Linked DNA regions of Pan troglodytes: region 2 is linked to region 1. Evidence: chromatin contacts called from public Hi-C data. All regions are on one chromosome and are shown on one strand. Each heading gives the region's core, a stretch centred on a gene start, on an enhancer-like site or on the middle of the called end of the contact. The rest is flanking DNA. Distances are from core to core; before and after follow the strand shown. Region 1 overlaps PLEKHA7 (pleckstrin homology domain containing A7). Region 2 holds the start of RPS13 (ribosomal protein S13).

Region 1 (6,939 bases), core at 4,245-6,744:
TGGAAAAATGTCCTTCCCTTCACCCGCCGCTGAACACTGGGCTGGGTTGTGAGGATGCTTTGATCTTTAAAATAACCTCGCAGAGTATACACAGCAAGAGCAGTATCCCCATTCCACAGAGAAGAAAACTAAGAGCCTAAATTGTTGACATTTGCTCAATGTCTCCATGCTAACTAGTGAATCCAATCACATCTCCTGGCCCTTCTCTTTTATTCTGTGCCATCTGCCATCTAATTGGGCTTTCAGTCCCAGATCCGGTCTGTGGCCTCTGTGGCTGACTGGGCCAGCACCTTGGTTTGCCTGGCATAGAAAGGGGCCAAGCTCTTGGCAGAGTCTGGGAATGCAGGAGACTTTAAAGAAATAGGAGATGTGGTCAGGTCCCAAGAGAGCTCACGCCTCCAGGGCCAGGCCAGCCTTGGCTGGAGAACACAATGAGGCTGGTCCCAGTGCAGGGAAGCCATAGCAGAGTGGACCTCGGAATGGGGCCCTCCAGATTTTTGCCAACAAAGGCTTGGAGGAGACTCACCTGGGCATTGTGTGTGCCTGGACCTCTGATGAGGTCAGTGCACAGTGCTGGGTAAAACACGAGTTCTGCTACCCTGGTCCTCACCATCTACCTGCTTCCAGCCATAGTCCAGGGCCCAGAGCTGGACCCAGGATATGGCCCAGCACCCAGCCAGAGAGTCACTGTGGATTTCAGCATCTTGAGATCTCCTTCCCAATCCCAGATCCAAGAGGTGGACTGGAGCTCTAGCCCTAAAACAGGAGAGGGAAAATTCCAAAACAAACAGCAGGAATGTCTGGGGCAGATGGCTGCCAACATAGGGCAGAATGCTGCCAGCTGGGACAGGGAGTAGGGGAAAAAGGCACTGGCATAGGAGCTGGGACACCCAGATTCCGGGACTGATTCTCTCACTGTGTCCTCAGGCAAGTCCGTCCCTTCCCTGAGCCTCCTCATTTTCCCTTTTGTAGATGGTCACAGAGGCTCCTCCTCAGCTTGGTCATCTGTGGCTCTCAGGCAGGGCTTTCTCAGCTTGGGTGAGCATCAGGATCACCAGGAGAGGTCCTCTCTCCTAGGAATATATGTGTGTTTGCCAGTTTTACCATTTGTTTTATTACTTACTTGTTTTTAACACTTATAAGATGGGCGTGGTGCTGCTTGCCTGTCGTCCCAGCTACTGGGAAGGCTAAGGCAGGAGGATCATTTGAGCCCAGGAGTTTGAGGCTGCAGTGACCTGTGATTACACAACTGCACTCCAGCCTGGGCAATACAGCAAGACCCTGTCTCAAAACAAAATGAAACCCATTTATATTTGTGAAACAATAATATCCATCCTGAAAATGACATAAAACAGGATTATATAATTTAACAAATAACAATAAAGAGACCACCTGTTTTATACCAACAGCTAGACTAAGAAATAGAACACTGCTAGCAACCAGAAGCCTGTGGGTTCTTTCCCAGGCCAAGCTGCTTCCTGTCTGCCAGAAGTAACCACAATCTTGACTTTTTGGATAATAATCCCCTTGCCTTTTTTTTTTTTTTTTTAATTTTAGTACCTGTGTTGACTCCTAAACACTGTGATTATGCTGGTATATAATTCTATATACTATTTTGTGTCTTGCATCTTTTCTTCAACATTATGTTTGTGAGATTTATATACATTGTTGCATGTGGCTATAGTTCTTTTATTTTTATTTGACTTATTTTCTTGAGTTTAATGTCTTTTTAAAAATAAATTAGATAATATTCTCAAAGGATACAAAAGCAAAAGATATAAAAAAGTACATAATAACATGTCTCCTTCCCACCCTCTGCCTCCAGACATTCCATTCAATCAAAGGCAATCAATGTTTTATGTTTATCTTTCTGGGGAGCTTTTTAGAAATTGGTGATTCAGATATCTTGTCAGGATTGGAAACTGTGGATCCTCAGAGAACCAGTGCGTATCTTAGGCAGATGGCTTAACTTTCACACATCAGTGAAGATTGTTGATAAACCTTTGCTTTGGAGTGCTCTTTCCTGAACTTTCCAAGAGCTTGGAGTGCCCTTTCCTGAACTCTGCAAAATTCTTAAAAACAAAACCAAATTAGACCGAGAAAGAGGGAATTTAGGAGGTGGAAGGCATGATGGTCGTTAGTCCTGCGAGTGGGTGTTCATGGCAACCAGGGGCCGGTCTGTTGATATGTAGAGGAACCACAGCCCTCACAGAACACTGTGGACAGGGAGTTTCAAGGAAAATGTTGCATTCATCACATTCTAGGGAATGAACTGCATGGTAGGCAGTGAGTCACTCATCCTGACCGCCTGTTCTGTCTGAGTCGGGAAGGAGGAAATATTTTGTAACCATACACATTTCTGATAGAAAGGCCAGGAGGATGTAGACTCTGTCCTTGTTCAGGTCCCCACCTTGCTGAAGGCGCCAGAGCTCATGTAGGGCCAATGAGCCGGCTCAGGCTGAGCACTGCTGAGTGGGTAGATGTTACTCTCCAGGTAGGTGGTGCTGTCATAAGCATGGAAGTCAGGGCAGGGTTAGCAGCCTGCCTGCGATGTGCACTCCAGATGAGCGGAGGGAGCAGTTCAGCACAGCACCGAGGGCATGGACCCGGGAGACCTGAGTCCTGGGTTTCAGGACACAGTTATACAGGTAACACTTGGAGGAATAGAAACTGTATACCTCTGAGGGGATAGAGGAGCAGAGCATGTCCCTTCTTCACTGCTCCCCGCCAGGGGAAGTGTGAGTGCTCCTTGGCTGAGGCAGTCATGTTCTGTGGCTCTGATGTGGCCTGTTCCTACCCTTTAAACCTCCACTGTGGCAGTACCTAGCAGTCCTCCCTCCAGCTCCGTCTCGCTGACCACTGGTCTGGTTCTCTTTCTCAGCAGGAAGATGAAGCACCTCCCAGGCCCCCACTCCCCGAACTCTACAGCCCAGAGGACCAGCCCCCGGCTGTGCCGCCTCTGCCAAGAGAGGCCACCATCATCCGGCACACATCTGTGCGGGGCCTCAAGCGGCAGTCAGACGAGAGGAAGCGAGACCGGGAGCTGGGGCAGTGTGTGAATGGGGATTCCAGGGTGAGCGGGGGACCCTGGGGCTGCCACTCTGCATGTGGGGAGAGGTAAAGGGGTGTGACACTGGCAGGTCACATCACCTGGGACTCTGCCCACAGGTGGAGCTGCGGTCGTATGTCAGTGAGCCTGAGCTGGCGACCCTCAGCGGGGACATGGCCCAGCCCTCCCTGGGACTTGTGGGCCCTGAGAGCAGGTACCAGACGCTGCCAGGCAGAGGTAAGGCAGGGCCCTCCCTGGAGTTTCTCTGGGAATCCCACCACACTGCTTCCAGCCTTCAGCTGGTGCCTCGTACCCTTCTGCCTGCAGCTCTAGGCCTAGGAGTGAGCAGCAGCTGTCAGGGGGGTCTGGGATGCCAAGAGGGAGGACCTGGCCTGTCTTCCTCTGGCCCACATCCTGATTCTCTTCCTCTTTTGTTACATCTGTCCCCAGGAACAATGATAATAGCAGTTACTAGAAAGCCTGGCACTGTTTAAGCACTTTATATAGACATGATATTCACAACAATCCTATGAGGAAAGTACTGTCATCCCCATTTTAGAGACACAGAAACTAAGGCCCAGAGAAATTAAATAACTTGCCAATTAGCTGGTCATTGGTGGAACCGGAAGACAATCCCAGTGCTCTGGCTCCAGAGTCACTGCACCCTGTAGGCCGGAGTGCTGGGTGGCTGCCACCAGCTTGGCCATCTCAGACCTTCCAGAGTGCCACTCTAAGACTCAGTGAGCCCTTTCCTTAAATGCTTTCTTGCCAGTTGAGTGTCCTTCTCACTGTCCTCCTCACCCCAAGTTGGGTTGTGCAGGGTGCCTAAGAATGGATCAGGGGGTGAAAGGCATTCCTGCCCCTCCAGCCTTTCTACCTGCCAGGCAGCCCAGTCATCTGCATGTAAGGGAAGCCTGGGGTGGTCCACAGATCTGCAGGGACACTGCCCCCCATCAGGGACAAAGGTCACCCCCGGGCTGGCCCCCATCCTCTATTGGGGACCTTGCTCCTCTATGCCCTGGGGAGGAAGAAGAGAAATAAGGGTGGGTCATTGACTGGGTGCTCTTGGTCCTCCTGCAAGAATGTGTGATGAGGGAGAAGCAGGGACCCATCCACCCCAGCACAAACATGCTTGCACTTCTCTTTCCTCACTAAGGGCTCTCAGGGTCCACGTCAAGGCTCCAGCAGTCGTCCACCATTGCTCCCTACGTCACACTCCGGAGGGGTCTCAATGCCGAAAGCAGCAAGGCGACCTTCCCTGTGAGTGGCCTTGAGCTGTCGAGGACCTCCCTGCTCCTTCACATGGGGAGAGAGGGTCTCCCAGGAGGACAGTAACTGGCCATCCCTTCAGCCCTGGGGATGGCCTCTGGGGTGGCCTCAGCCCCTCCTGAGCTCCCTGTCACCCACTGTCCACCAAGGAGGGCATCCTGCCTTTCTCTCTGGCCTGTCAGGGTGGCAGGAGGGAGCTCAAGAAGCCTGCACCCTGGGTTCTGGCCTCACTGGACAGGCCTGAGCCTAAGTGTCTGCATCTGCAGAATGGGTGCTACTCAGAAAGCTCCTGAGGGTTGGGGGCATCGTGTTGCTTAGAGGAGATAGTTCTCTAAGGCCAAGAGGAGCCCAACTAGAGTGTGCATGTGTGTGAGAGAGAGACAACGGGAATGCAGCCAGCAGGGTGGCCGTCCTCTGCGTGCCCAGCCCAGCTGTTCTGTGTCTCTCTTGCCTGCCTCCTCTTCCTCAGAGACCTAAGAGTGCCTTGGAGCGCCTGTACTCAGGGGATCACCAGCGAGGCAAGATGAGTGCAGAGGAGCAGCTGGAGCGCATGAAGCGACACCAGAAGGCCCTGGTCCGAGAGCGCAAGAGGACACTGGGCCAAGGGGAGAGGACGGGCCTGCCCTCATCTCGCTACCTCAGCCGGCCGCTCCCTGGAGATCTTGGCTCAGTATGTTAGGAGGGGCCAGGCAGCGGGGCAGGGACAGGGAGCCGAGTGCCCCTCAGAGTCCCCCAAACACAAGCACATCACACCTCCCAGTGAGAGAGCTGTCCATTGACCTACATGGTTCAGAGAACACCCCACGGGGCTGTTTGTCCACGACCCAGGCTGGACAAATGCCTGGTCAGAGGGTGACCTGAACCAGAGCTGGAGTGAGGATCAAACAGGCCCAGGAGCCTGAGGAAATACCCAGTCAGTCCTCCCAGCCGCGATGGAGAGGGGCCTTTGCAGGCGTTCGGAATCTCGGCTGAATTCAGGACCTGGGAATACAGGGTTCAGAGAGGAGAGGAGGAAGATGGTGACATGATTTGGTTAGAAGCACAAGCAAACTGATCAGCCTCCCAGACCTGCCAGCAGATGCTGTGTGAGGGTGATGGAGCACGGGGTCACACCCCTGCCCCAAGGGCCACTGGTCTCCCTGGGCTTGCAGTGCAGAGGCCTCAGGGTGTCTGGGATTGCTGGGGAGGCCTGTGCTGCCCCCTGGTGGCGCTTCCTGGCGCTGCGCCCTGTCCACAGTCACCTTAGGTCCCTTTGGAAACATTCCATTTGACTTTTCCCTGTTGTTTGAAATCCCATGTTTCCCTAAACCTCTAGCCTGATTGTTCTTTCCCTAATTCATTGCACAAGCTCCTTTGCTTTTAGTGTTACCGCTCATTGCCTCTCTAATCCTGCCTGATTGTGTTTACAGAAGCTTCTGATTTGCATTGAACATGCTCTAACTGGCCTGTGCTACTTATTACCGGGCTTGTAATAGCGGTTCTTGTCTCCATAGCCTGTTGAGTGTTCCCAGATGTGACTCACCTTTCTGCTGCCCTCTTCATGCAGGCCTACTGACTCATAATTCACTTGTCCCAAAAGCCACCCCACAAGCCTGAGCCAACCTGCTGCCTGACGCCACAGTCATTGGCAGAGGTCTGGGCATTATTAATTTATAAAAATCCATGCTTTACACCTGGACAGTAGACAGGGACTTAAGAGATTGCACGTTTGAATACATTCTCCCAAGACTGAGGTTGTTCGGTTTTAATTCCTATAGTCCAATCACACAATTTCTTATGGAAAACCTTTTGTGTTTCTGGTATTTAATAACTTGAAGGGATAGCAAAATATACTGTATATTCAGAGGGCCTCTCTGCAGCTGCTAGCTCAGACACCAAAGGGGTAAGGCCCAGGACATTCATATCTTTAAAAGCTGCAAACCTGGTAACCTTTAAACTTTTAAAACAAATGTCATATGGGGTAACACTGACCTTTTATAATTTGATGTCTCAAATGTAGAGATTATCTAAAAATCGTAACTTGAATACCTTGTAATTTTTCTCTTAAAAAAGAAGACTTGTGTAAGTCTCTGCATCAACGCCAATAAACATGTTGCTTAATAATAATGGATTGGCGTGGTTCTTCCCCAGGATACCTTATAGAGTCTAGTGAACTTTTCCTGTTTGTGGAAACAATCAGGCTGGGTTTAAATGAGGACTTGTCTCTATTTGGAGCATTTGTGAGCCTGTAAGGAAATGAATGTTTTCTTTGTGAATCATTAAATTGATTTTTTCATCTTTGGAACTTCAATTGCCTAATCCTTTCCAACAATAGTTGGAAACCATCACCTAAGAGTGATTACATTGATTTGGAGTCATTATTGAGAGCTTGTGCATGAATGGGTGAAATGTGCGAATATGGCTCTGGGTTTGGGGTTCTGGAGGGACTTGAGGCATCAAAGACAATCAGGACCATTTGGGGCTTTGAGGTGGATGGATGGGAGAGAGAAGATGGCCTGGGATAGATAAGCATCTGCTTTGGTTTTGCTCAGGGGAAGAGAGGCTTTGAGCCTGCTCTATTCTCAACAACCTGCTCAGCGGTCAAAGGCCTGTGAGGATGCAGGTCCTGGGTCAACAGGAAG
Region 2 (6,875 bases), core at 3,952-6,451, 260 kb before region 1:
GTTCATGCCGTTTTCCTGCCTCAGCCTTCTGAGTAGCTGGGACTACAGGCGCCCGCCACCACGCCCGGCTAATTTTTTGTATTTTTAGTAGAGACGGGGTTTCACCGTGTTGGCCAGGATGGTTTCGATCTCCTGACCTCGTGATCCACCCGCCTCGGCCTCCCAAAGTGCTGGGATTACAGGCGTGAGCCACCACGCCCAGCCGCCCTATTTAAGATTCTTAAAACTGTGGATCAGGGCTGGGTGCGGTGGCTCACCCCTATAATCCCAGCACTTTGGGAGGCCGAGGCAGGCGGATCACGAGGCCAGGAGTTCGAGACCAGCCTGGCCAATATGGTGAAACCCCCACCTCTACTAAAAATTTAAAAATTAGCCGGGCGTGGTGGCGCGTGCCTGTAATCCCAGCTACACAGGAAGCTGAGGCTGGAGAATTGTTTGAACCTGGGAAGCGGAGGTGGCAGTGAGCCGAGATCATGCCACTGCATTCCAGCCTGGGCGACAGAGCGAGACTCGTCTCCAACAACAACAACAAAAAGCCGGGTGTGGTGGCTCACGCCTATAATCCCAGCACTTTGGGAGGCTGAGGTGGGCAGATCACGAGGTCAGGAGTTCAAGACCAGCCTGGCCAAAATACTGAAACCCCATCTCTACTAAAAATACGAAAATTAGCTGGGTGTGGTGGCACGCACCTGTAGTCCCAGCTACTTGGGAGGCTGAGGCAGGACAATCGCTTGAACCCGGGAGGCAGAGGTTGCAGTGAGCTGAGACTGTGCCATTGCACTCCAGCCTGGGCAACAGAGTGAGACTCCGTCTCAAAAAAAAAAAAAAAAAACTGGATCAGTAGCTTTCTTCAGTTCTGAATACTTGCTAGCCATTATCGTTTCAAACATTTTGTCTGCCACCTTTTCGAACTCTGATTAAATGTATAATGTATAATAGACATTTCCACTCTTCTTCCATGTCTTCTCTTCATGTCTCTTTTTTTTTGTCCCTGCATTCTCAATAATTTTTTCTGACTTATTTTCTAATTCACTACTTCCAACTGTTTAACCTATCCATTAGTTTTTAAATTTTGGTGGTTCTATTTTCTTTTTCTTTTTTTGAGACGGGGTCTCAATCTGTTGCCCAGGTTGGAGTGCAGTGGCACAATCATGGGTCACTGCAGCCTCAGCCTCCCTGGGTTCAAATCATCCTCTCACTTCAGCCTCTGAAATAGCTGGGACTACAGGCACATGCCACCATGCCTGGCTAATTTTTGTATTTTTTGTAGAAATGGGGTTTCACCATGTTGCCCAGGCTGGTCTCAAACTCTCAAATACCTGGGCTCAAGCAATCTGTCCACCTTGGCTTCCCAAAGTGTTGGGATTACAGGCGGGAGCCATCATGCCCAGCCAATTCTTGTATTTTTTTCATTTCAAGAATCAGTATTTGGTTCTTTTTATTTGTTTGAATCATGATCCAGGAAAGACACACACCAACACTGTCAAGACCATTTAAAGAAAAAAAGTTGTGGTTTTTTTTGACCATTTAAAAAAAGAAAAGGTTTTTCCAATAAATGGTGCTGGTACAACTGGATAACCACATGCAAAAGCATCAGTAGGACTCTTACACCACATTAAAAAATTAACTCAAAATGGATCAAAGTAAAAAATATTAAAATAAATATTAAAATAAATATTAAAAAATATTAAAAATTCAGTTTGTAAAGCTATTTGATCACTGAACTTCTGCCCTTAATAAATGCATTAACAGTAACTATTTTCTAGATACTAAAATTATAACTTTCCCTTTGTCTAAAAAATTAGAAGTTTCCAATTTGCAAAAGCAGCTCTCACAAAAGCATGCCACATATAAAGGCAATGGAGCATGGCTTAATAGAAGGCAAACACCGTTTGATTAAAACTCAGCACTACATCGTATTTTATCATCATTACTGAATATACAAACATTACCAGATAAAATAACTATGGCAGGCCGGGTGCAGTGGCTCACACCTGTAATCCCAGCACTTTGGGAGGCTGAGGCGGGCGGATCACTTGAGATCAGGAGTTTGAGACCAGCCTGGCCAACATGATGAAACCCCCATCTCTACTAAAATACAAAAATTGGCCGGGCGTGGTGGCGGGTGCCAGTAGTCCCAGCTACTCGGGAGGCTGACGCAGGAGAATCTCTTGAACTCGGGAGGTGCAGGTTGCAGTGAGCCAAGATCAGGCCACTGCACTCCAGCCTGGGTGACAGAACGAGACTCTCTCAAAAAACAAAAACAAAAAACTTCATGTATAACTAACTGACAACCCAAATTACACACAGACATCCTGTAATCTGGGACTAGATTGCTAAATCTACTATTCCCATCATCTTCCTGAAATAATGTCTACAATCTAGACATCTACAAAGGGGGGAAAATGACATTATTTAGGTTCATTCTTTCAAATAATTACTGAGTACCTAACTTCCTGCCAGGCACTCTTGTGGGTGTTGGAGATAAAGCAATAAACGTTGTACTCTCAGAGCTAATTTTTATTGGAGGTGGACAGGCAACCAAACAAGCAACTAGAAAGGATGTTAGAGATTTGGGTGCTTTGAAGGTAATCAGTAGGATATTGTGTTGGGAAGAAGGACTACTTTAGATGATCCTATTTAGGGAAAGCCACCCTGAGATGACATGGAGGCCAGGATGTGAAAGTGAGACCTGAAAAGGTCTTGAGGAAGAGCAAGCACTTCAGGCAGTGCTTGCTCAGCAAGAAGAAGGGCTCTAAGCAGGAAAGGAACACATCGTTACCTTGTAGAATCAGAAAGGAGTAAGTGCGGTTGGAGCGTTTAGAATCGGGGGATAGTGGCAAGACGTGGGTCCAGGGATTGGATCTTAGGTGCATTGAGAAAGTATGGGAGGGATTTACACAGGGGAGCAATGAATTAATCTGCTTTATGTATTTAATGGATCACTCTGACTGCTAGGTGGAGAGTGGGTTGTGTTTAGAGTGGGGACGTGACCAGACGGTGTGGATACTACCGAGTTGCCCAGATAGGAGATGATGGTGGCTAGGACTGAAGGTGGAAATGGGGCAAAGGGAACATATTCGTGATACATTCTTGTGGTAGAGCTGGGATGACAGAGGGAAATCAGAGAAAAATGGAGATGCCTAGGTTTGTATTAAGTTTGAGCAAACAGGATCGTGTTTAACTGAAACAAAGGGGCATGGTTTGGGAATTGGAGTCATATTAAATTTGAGATACCTATTCCATATCTGAACTAAAAATGTAAAATTGGCTAATGATAAACTTTGCTAGAAAAAAAATTACCCAAATAGGGTACCCGATTTGACTAAAATTCCTAATGCTTTGGGAAAAGTTATTAATCAAATAGTGACAGATTATGGCTTTTTTTGGGGGGGAGGGGTGTTGTTTTCTTGGAGAACTGACCCGTTTGTTGTTATAAAGGGTTCTCTCTTTATCCCTGATACTTTTTTTTTGAGACGGAGTCTCGCTCTGCCACCTAGGCTGGAGTGCAGTGGTGCGATCGTGGCTTACTGCAAGCTCCGCCTCCCGGGTTCACGCCATTCTCCTGCCTCAGCCTCCTGAGTAGCTGGGACTACAGGCGCCCGCCACCACGCCCGTCTAATTTTTTTGTATTTTTAGTAGAGACGGAGTTTCACCGTGTTAGCCAGGATGGTCTCGATCTCTTGATCTCGTGATCCCCCCGCCTCGGCCTCCCAAAGTGCTGGGATTACAGGCGTGAGCCACCGCGCCCGGCTATCCCTGATAACTTTATTTCAAATAGTGACAGGTTAAAAGTTAAGAGCGGATGTTTCAGTATCTAGTTTCCCAGCGTCTTGCCAGTTACTTTAAGCTTGTCGACGGGAGTTTGATTTCACTGACCTCCCTCCTTCCTAGAGCTATGCTTACTTTTTAAAAATTTAAAAAGCTGCTTCATTTGCCCATTTTTTCAACGCATTGTTGTGTACCGGCACTGAGTCAGTCTTTTTCTTTCTTTCCTTTTTTTTTTTTTTTTAAGACAGAGTCTTGCTCTGTTGCCCAGGCTGGCGCGCAGTGGTGCTATCTCGGCTCACCGCAATGTCCTTCGCGGCTCCAGAGATTCTCCACCTCAGCCTCCTTCGTAGCTGGAACCAAAGGCACGAGCGAGCACGCCCGGCTAATTCTTTGTATTTATAGAGAGGGGGTTTCGCCATGTTGCCCAGGCTAGGTCTGTCTTAAAAGAGCTTCTTTCGGCCAGGCGCGGTGGCTCACGTCTGTAATCCCAGCACTTTGGGAGGCCGAGGCGGGCGGATCACCTGAGGTCGGGAGCTCAAGACCAGCCTGACCAACATGGAAAAACCCGTCTCTACTAAAAATACAAAATTAGCTGGAAGTGGTGGCGCATGCCTGTGATCCCAGCTACTCAGGAGGCTGAGGCAGGAGAATCGCTTGAACCCGGGAGGCGGAGGGTGCGGCAAGCCGAGATCGCGCCATTGCACTCCAGCCTGGGAATCAAGAGCGAAACTCCGTCTCAAAAAAAAAAAAAAAAAAAGCTTCTTCCTTGACGGTTCCCTTTTCCCAGGAAATTCAAATGCTTCATTTTATCCCTCATCCTCTTGGCCTTTGCAATCTTGCTCCCAAGGCTCTTCCCTGCCCGCCAACTCTCTCACTTGGGAACATGGCTCCGTAAGCTTCTGCCCAATCCTTCTCCCCGGCGAGCCCAGCGCCCCAGAGCCCTGCGCAGGAGAATTCGAGTGCGGAGGGCGGCAGGCATCCGTGGGGACCTGGTTCAACTCCTTAGACCGGTTCTTCACCGTCAGCGACTCTCCCCTGACAGATTAGGGTAGGATTTAGAAATGAGAAATGGAAGCGCTGGCTGGGCGGTAGCCGCTGCCATGGCTTCCCGTGTGGTCCTCATCACATGCTATTGTATCTGTTAATTTATTAGGCGCAGGGCCGACTCTGAGGGATCTAGTGCCAGGACAAAGCCAGGCACTGGTGAATGAGCAAACACCTGTGTATGGCTGCTTCTTCCAGCCCTACCTGCTCCATACCCACCCCCAGCGCAGCATTCGAATCTTTATGATCTCGGCGTCCACAGGGAATTTCGACGCAAGCTGGCGTCAGCCTCAAATTCCCGCTCTGGCCACAAGGCTGACCAAAGACCGATGCATGCCGGGATGAGGCCCGATTGACGATCTCTTGCGACGCTGAAATGCATTTCGGGAGATGTAGTCACACAGACGGGAGGTGGCTGCGCAGCGTAGCTCCGCCTCCTGCGTGAGAGGAAGCGGGGACGTGTGAGGTCACTTCCTGCGTGTTGGGTGGCTTCCTGCGGCGTTTCCACTCTCGCTCTCCTTTCGTTGCCTGATCGCCGCCATCATGGGTCGCATGCATGCTCCCGGGTGAGCTCGGGGTATCAAGCCGGATTGCTGGGCGGGGGGTGGGAGGAAGACAGGGAGTGTGGGCAGCGGGCCGAGGGGATGATGTTCTGGGCTGCTCTGGCACGAGCCGCCACCTCACCTCGAGACTGCTTCTCTCCCCAGGAAGGGCCTGTCCCAGTCGGCTTTACCCTATCGACGCAGCGTCCCCACTGTAAGTAGCGCGCTGGGACCGGGGAGAATCCGGGGAGGGGGTTGGCATTTGTCTCGGGTGAAGCGACGCCAGGGTGAGGAACTTGCGTGTATGAGGAGCGCGGTTTTGCGGAAGGAGAGACCGCTGTTCTGCGGCGCCATTCCTGGGTTCTCATCCTAAGGCTGCTTTCTATTCCATAACAGTGGTTGAAGTTGACATCTGACGACGTGAAGGAGCAGATTTACAAACTGGCCAAGAAGGGCCTTACTCCTTCACAGATCGGTGAGTGTTTGTGTCTAATATAGTCTCTTTCGCCTGTCCTCGTGTGACTTGTAGGATCTAGTAGATGGTAAAGTTATTTTTAAAATAGCCAAAACTATGGTCTCGCCACCGTGCTAGAGGCATCATTGTAAGCACTTCACATGTACTGATTTCGTTTAATTCTGACCACAATACTTTGAAATAAATCTTCGTGGCTTTCACCCCAGTTTACAGTTGAGGAAGCAGAGGCACAGTGCAGCTGGATACTAACCAGCCCCAAATCACACAGCTGTCAAGTGGAGGAGTTGGAATTGGCTAAGCAGAGTGCCTGACACAGTTCCTCACAGTTAGGTGTGGTTTGAATCTCAGCTGCGTGTGACTTCGTGCAAGTGGCTTCATTCAGCAAATGTTTACCTTCTATGTGCTGAACATGGTTCTGGGGCCTGAGAACATACTACCCTCCTACTCCCCCGCCCAAAAAAGCCAGCCGCAATGTGCCTGTAGTCCCAGATACTTGGGATGCAGAGGTGGGAGGATCACCTGAGCCCAGAAGTCCCAGGCTGCAGTGAGCTATGATGAAGCCACTGCACTCCTGGGTGACAGAGAGACCCCACCTCTTTTTTTTTTTTTGAGACAGTCTCGCTCTTGTCGCCCAGTCTGGAGTGCAGTGGCGTGATCTCAGCTCACTGCAACCTCCACCTCCTGGATTCAAGCGATTCTCCTGCCTCAGCCTCCCGAATAGGTGGGATTACAGGCGCCCGCCAGCAGGCCAGCTAATTTGTGTGTTTTTGTTTTTATTTGAGACCGATTCTCACTTTGTCACCCAGGCTGGAGTGCAGTGGTACGATCTCGGCTCACTGCAACCTCCGCCTCCTGGGTTCAAGCAAGCAGTTCTCCTGCCTCTGCCTCTGGAGTAGCTGAGACTACAGGCCGCACCACCACGCCCGGCTAATTTTTGTATTTTTAGTAGAGACGAGGTTTCACCATGTTGGCCAGGCTGGTCTCAGACTCCTGACCTCAGGTGATCCACTGCCTCGGCCTCCCAAAGTGCTGGGATTACAGGC

What was found. Hi-C and Micro-C count contacts between places; a contact is called where the count stands out from the background.
Region 2: a Hi-C map of induced pluripotent stem cells shows a contact between it and region 1, with 2.7 times the contacts expected there. The contact joins the promoter of RPS13 here to the enhancer-like site in region 1. A contact is called at or near these places in 3 of 7 Hi-C or Micro-C datasets (induced pluripotent stem cells and stem cell-derived neural progenitor cells), 1 of 1 datasets of contacts at active chromatin or transcription factors (stem cell-derived excitatory neurons) and 1 of 1 other capture datasets (stem cell-derived neural stem cells).

Annotation. Positions count from the first base shown.
Region 1 is chr9:20,876,381-20,883,319 of NHGRI_mPanTro3-v2.0_pri, reverse strand. It overlaps PLEKHA7 (pleckstrin homology domain containing A7), which reads left to right. Exons shown (of 30, transcript XM_016920488.4): 22 at 2,882-3,073; 23 at 3,169-3,286; 24 at 4,206-4,309; 25 at 4,788-4,988. Among named protein-coding and RNA genes, the nearest start is that of SOX6, 52 kb to the right of the region's middle. Within about 2 kb of position 5,494, at least 3 of the 24 cell types and tissues checked have an H3K27ac peak or open chromatin away from gene starts, as enhancers often do. A contact at or near this core is called in induced pluripotent stem cells and stem cell-derived neural stem cells, where this site is marked.
Region 2 is chr9:21,139,889-21,146,763 of NHGRI_mPanTro3-v2.0_pri, reverse strand. It overlaps RPS13 (ribosomal protein S13), which reads left to right and starts at 5,201. Exons shown (of 6, transcript XM_003312935.6): 1 at 5,201-5,381; 2 at 5,523-5,571; 3 at 5,754-5,832. The coding sequence starts at 5,359.